Linked DNA regions of Zea mays: region 1 is linked to region 2. The links are chromatin contacts, called in public Hi-C maps. All regions are on one chromosome and are shown on one strand. Each heading gives the region's core, a stretch centred on a gene start, on an enhancer-like site or on the middle of the called end of the contact. The rest is flanking DNA. Distances are from core to core; before and after follow the strand shown.

The links. Hi-C and Micro-C count contacts between places; a contact is called where the count stands out from the background.
Region 1: a Hi-C map of ear shows a contact between it and region 2, with 4 times the contacts expected there. The contact joins two enhancer-like sites. A contact is called at or near these places in 2 of 25 Hi-C or Micro-C datasets (ear and tassel).

Annotation. Positions count from the first base shown.
Region 1 is chr8:10,862,795-10,865,701 of Zm-B73-REFERENCE-NAM-5.0, forward strand. No RefSeq gene overlaps it. Among protein-coding and RNA genes, the nearest start is that of MIR159a, 51 kb to the left of the region's middle. Within about 2 kb of position 1,402, at least 5 of the 20 cell types and tissues checked have an H3K27ac peak or open chromatin away from gene starts, as enhancers often do. A contact at or near this core is called in ear and tassel, where this site is marked.
Region 2 is chr8:10,725,238-10,728,116 of Zm-B73-REFERENCE-NAM-5.0, forward strand. No RefSeq gene overlaps it. Among protein-coding and RNA genes, the nearest start is that of LOC100194121, 6.7 kb to the left of the region's middle. Within about 2 kb of position 1,589, at least 17 of the 20 cell types and tissues checked have an H3K27ac peak or open chromatin away from gene starts, as enhancers often do. A contact at or near this core is called in ear and tassel, where this site is marked.

The sequences.
Region 1 (2,907 bases), core at 152-2,651, 140 kb after region 2:
CGCCTCGATCGCCTCACGTGTGCTTTTCCAGCATGTGTGATCAAGTCGAGCCATGCTAAGTATTTGATGAAATGGGTTGGTCGCGAAGTCAACATCAATGGATCTCTCCATTGATATTTTCTCGAATCTCTATCATCTTTTATGGACTTGGATTCTCTGGCTAACACGAGTTAACTGTGATGTTGTTCGACATTCACACCCGTCTCGTGTGCTATGAACTTACTGTGACCACTTGTTGGTAAGCCTCCTTCTGTGTGTTTTACCCAAGATGGTGCATCTGATTCTGTTTGGGTAAAATCGCGTATTTACCGCTCGCTCAACAGACTCAGATAGTGCAGTGTCATCAGAAAAAGCAAACTGCACACATGGAACCTTATGTGTTCTTCTGGCAGACAATGTCTCTATTGTTGGACATCTCTAAATTAGCTTATGGCAATACATGTTATGTCCACTAGAGAAACAACATCCTGAGACACCCGCCTTTATTTGGAAATGCCTCACGATTATCGCTGATATGAACATGGGTTACATACTTCTCTATCCTTAGAAGTCTTTCGCTCCGAATCTCGGGACGAGATTCTTTTAAGGGGGGAGGGCTGTAACACCTATGGTGTTTATATTCTGCTCGACAACGGGTATGGATCTAAGCACGTAATATCAGTGGATAAAATGGATGCTACATTCTAATCATTTTCGCCTATCGCGATTTTAATATCGCATTTGTTTCGTTTGTCGCGAGCGCGACATCATTTTTATTTCTATCTGTCCGAGCTCTTCCGAAATTTTCGTGATGTTCGGAACATAGCTGTTTCGAAAATCGGTGCGTCCGATGATTAATTAAAATTCGTCGCTCGCGCGAATGCGAATTCGGAAACTCGACCCACTCGGATGATTTTATTCCGAACAGATGAAAAAGAACTCGACGATTAAAATGTTCGAGGCAAAATAATTTGTATCGCACGTTGTCCGAGAAAAATCGTGCGTGAGGTTATAATCCAATTAATTCTTCAGCACGCGGTTTCGACGACAAAATCGCGTGTACATTAGCGGCTCTGGTTTCGGCTAATCACGCGAGCAGATTAAAATACCGAAGCCGAACTCGTTGCAATTTGGTCCGTTTACATCGTGGCCGGAATAGTCACGAAAATTACACAACGAGATTCGGACAGAACCGTCTAAGCTGTTATTCCTTTGATTTCCGTTTCGTGATTCGAAAAATAGAGTGTGTAGCTGTTTGCCGTCTTACGCGTCAACACTTTAATCGTCGCTAAAAATCACAATTCAAAAATACCTGTGATTCCTTATAAAAAGAAAAAAATAAAAAATCTTCAGCCTGGCCTTATCCCGTCGCTGTGCTCGTACCCAGCCGTTCTGATATTTCTTCCAACCACCGCTCCCTGCTTCCTATCTACGCAGCGCTCTGGTCGGCTGGTCCTCATCCCTCCAGTACGCGAGACTTCTTCCTTGATCCTTCCCTCCGCCGCGCGCTGTGGAAGTCTCTGGCCGCCCATCCTGCGTACGCCACCGCTCTACTCGATCTTCAGCTCCAGCAGCGCGATATTTTTCCGCTCGGCGTCGTCCTCATCTCCTTCCCCGACGCTGCGCTCTCTCTCTTGGTTTCCTGCTCGCCTCTCTCTCTCTCTCCCTATTTATCTCACACGCGCTCAACTTCCTTGCTTCAACTTTCTGGCCGTGCGAGCGCAGTCGGCCGCGGCAGCCAACGCGTGGGCGTGCGGAGGCGCGCGCCATGGGGCTGGACGTGCACGTCCCTGGCAGGTTTCAGCTCCAGCGCGTCGTCCTCCATAGCCGCCGTGTGCTCGCCAGCGAGCTCCTCCCTTCTCCCTGCAGCTTGCCGAGCTCGCCGGCGTTTCTCCCGCTCCCTGGTGGCCGAGCCTGGCCCCTGCGCCCTGCTGCAGCCCGTCGTCACCTTGCTGCTCGCCGTCCGCGCGCCACTTCGCCCATGGCAGCCACGCCTGCTCCCTTCGCCGCGCGTCGTGTTTCCTGCTTGTTAGCGCGCCCTCTCGGCTCGCTCGGCTTTAAAATCCCTATCTTATCGTTAACCTCGCCGCGACTTAGTTCGTTGTCGCGCCGTTCGCCGTCGAGTCTCGCTACCCATCGCGAAGTCCCCTGCTGTCAGCCTCCGCACATGTCCTAAGCCGTCGTAGCCAGTTTGCCTCTATCTCGTGGTGGTGTTGCGCTGTCGTCGAGTCCCGATATCGATCTGGTTGTCGTCGAAGTGAAGCTTAGTTTAATGATCGCCAAGGGTTCGATCAAAGATTTTATTCGGAGACTGTCGACGTTCTCGCAAGCTTAAAGTCGGACTTACTTTGGATGATAAGTCTCTGATGTTCGAGAGAGGCGAGGCCTGTAACCGCTCTCTTGGGACTCAACCAAATATCTAAACTGGAAAACTGTCATCGCCCTCGCGGATATCGAATCAAATCAGTATTGGTAAGCCAATTTATTATTTCGGTTAATCAAATTAGATTAGCTAGATTTATTAGTCGTAATAATTCTCGTGTTTAGCAGACGCGTCGTGTCTGTGTTAGATGTTTGCTAAAGTACCTCAACACCTCCGATAACGTAATCGTGTGAAATAACCGCGTAATATGGTACCCCTTAGATCTAAAATGCAAGATAAATGAAATATTTAATTTAGTGGACTTATGCATAATAGCTGATGAATTATTCAGAATAGTTCTATCGTTGAATAAATTAATGTGCTAGTGCGATGCTCATTAGGTGCTCGGTAAATTGCGTGAGTCACGGAACTCTCGTGACTTCGCGATCTTTGCAATTATCAAGCCAGGTTGAGTATGGCGAGTTATTTCGCTATTCGAGTCAATTAGCTGAACTAGTGTACCGAGTAGAATTTTAGTAGGCATGTGTGTTGATAAAATATTTTGA
Region 2 (2,879 bases), core at 339-2,838:
GAGGCAAAGGACGCGGCGAGCGACGTACATGTGCGGGCAAGCGATGAATGTAGGTTTAAAACCAACAATCATAGTTCAAATTCTCATTTGTGTATAGTTTTAGTTTTTTTAACATTTAAATGCGTGTGAGAGGGGCATGACGACGGTGCAAACCGTGAAATAATGGAAACCGGTGATTTTATATAGACCATGTTTGGGACCGTGAAATTGTGGAAACTTGTGCTTTATAAAGACCACGTTTAGGACAGCTCTAACTTCATAAAATTTGGTGGAGCAGGTCATTAGGTGCTCTAGCCTTTAGAAGACATAAGTTATTTGTTTATTATTTAGATTAAACATTTTTAAAACTATTTAAATTGATATTATAAAATACAGGTCCATACCAGAGCCGGAGCCATCTCAAACATCCTGTAGTAGCGATAGCCATCCAATTTACATTCAGCACACATCATCAAATGGTACAGCAGTTCATGGTACAGCAGTTCGAACAACTGTTTTTAATATGAACATTTATATGTTGCCAAGATGGTTTCCATGCTTTGCAAATATCTCTCTAACTGCTCCCATGCTGTCTCATAGGCGGTCGTGTTCAGGTTCAACGCGACCGCTAATCTATGCCTCGCTCTCTTATTAAATTCTCTGTTTTTGTACACTGCGTATCCTGGTTTGTTATACAGCAATATAAAGCATATTATATCATACGGTCACCGTATAAATCTACTGTTGAATTCAACATAATAAGAAATTTTCCCCACTTTATTATCTACTGCGATTTTTAAAGATCCAACCAAAACAAATATGTAAAAAAACTTCTGGTGGAAACAGTCAAGAAGGTCATGTGTCCAATTTTGATAGATGAGAAAATAGCCGTGTCTAGTTTTAGGGCTAGTTTGAGAGCCACAAAACCGGAGAAAATTGGAGTGGATCCAATCACCTTCGGTATTTAGACTTCCAAACTAGCCCTTATAGACGAGAGATAGAGAGGGAAAACTGATTATTTTAGTAACCACAAGGGCGGTAAAATAGACTTTTTTTTTTCTTCTTCTAGCTCTAGCCTAATATTTTACGGGGACATGAATTGGGATGGCAGTGTTAGGCTTATTTTGTACGGGCCGCAAACCAGGAGTCCCCGCATGCGGTGCAACGGGCCACGCGTAGGCCATCATGCATGAACGGGCCTTCTAGGAGGACCAGTTTGATGGTGGCAGGCCCAACACCTGAGAACCGAACGGCCTGTGAACAAACCCGGCCTGTGGCTCCGCCTGTCGTTCCGTCGGGCCACGGCCCACGTATTACAGGAGGACGTGGGTTTGGGCCCTCTACAAATCCTTTTTGCACTTACCACAGACAAGAGTAGTAAGCCAGAGTCAGCTATAGATTTTTGTTTGTTGTTGTTGTTGAAACGTTGCTGTAGTAGTCTGTAGAAAATCTGGAGCTTTTTTTCTTTCATCACTGCCTGTCCATGCTACTCCAAGTCAAACTTTTGAAAGCAGCCAAGGAAAAACACGAGTCTATCTCTCACAGGAGACTGGACTGGTTGTTATTGTCGCTAATAAAGCACGGGTGCGCTGCGCGCCGAGACTTCTGAATTTGCCAGACTCTGCGAAGTGACAACTGACAACCAACCAGACGTCCAGGTACGTAGTGCCCCTGTGGGTGGGCCCTGTGGCCGGGTTTAAAAAAAATGTACTACTCCATGGTTAGTTCTTTTTTTACAGACGTTAAATGCTGCCGGTGGCATTAGTGCCCGAAAAAAATTTGGTGCAGCACTGCTGCAAACCAGAGTGGTTTACAGCCTCTCACAAAAAGGATGATAGACCCCACCTGTAGATCCACCAGATAACATTTTTGTTGCTGCGAGTAGGGTCTATCCTCTTTTTTGTGAGGGGCTGCAAACACTCTGGTTTGCAGCAGTGCTGCACCAAATTTTTTTCCGTGCCCGAAAAAAATTTGGTGCAGCACTGCTGCAAACCAGAGTGGTTTACAGCCTCTCACAAAAAGGATGATAGACCCCACCTGCAGATCCACCAGATAACATTTTTGTTGCTGCGAGTAGGGTCTATCCTCTTTTTTGTGAGGGGATGCAAACACTCTGGTTTGCAGCAGTGCTGCACCAAATTTTTTTCCTTAGTGGCTAGGCATCACGATCGCCAGAATTCGAACGGATAAAGATTAGGCAGGCGCGGGGCGCCGGAGAGGGACGTGCCGATAAGCCATGTGACATGAATTACTGGCACGGCACGTACGCCCAGCGGACAAAACATCATCATCGTTTCTAAATTAGACCCTGGGGCGGGGTCAAGAATTAACCGACGACGAATCGGGTTCCTAGGAGCAGTCCCAACTCCCAACTATTCACGTCATACAGTTTTTATAATATTAGGGGGTGTTTGGTTAGAGGGACTAAAGATTAGTCTCTAGTTTTTAGTCTTATTTAGTCTATTTTTTGCCAAACACTAGGACTAAAATATGAACTACAATGATTTAGCCTTTAGTCCTTCAAATATGTGCTAAAAAGGACTAAACCATATTAATTTCACATTTACCCTCGTTTAGTTCAATTGTACTAATAGCAGGAGAATGTTAAAGATCATTTTAGTCTTCTTATGAGTCATTTAGTATATTCTTACTATTTTTAGCCTCTAGAACCAAACATGTTAGGGACTAAACTTTAGTCCCCTAACTAAACTTTAGTCCTTAGACTAAAGAAACCAAACATGGCCTTAATTCAATTGTTACATAAACTAAAAGATGATATGACAATCAATTAAACGAAGAAAAAGTAAAAAAATAGGTATTACATAAGACTTGAGTTTCAACACGATGTCCAAGACACAATTAGAGAAGATGGGTATGGGTATTAAATCCAGTTAATTAAT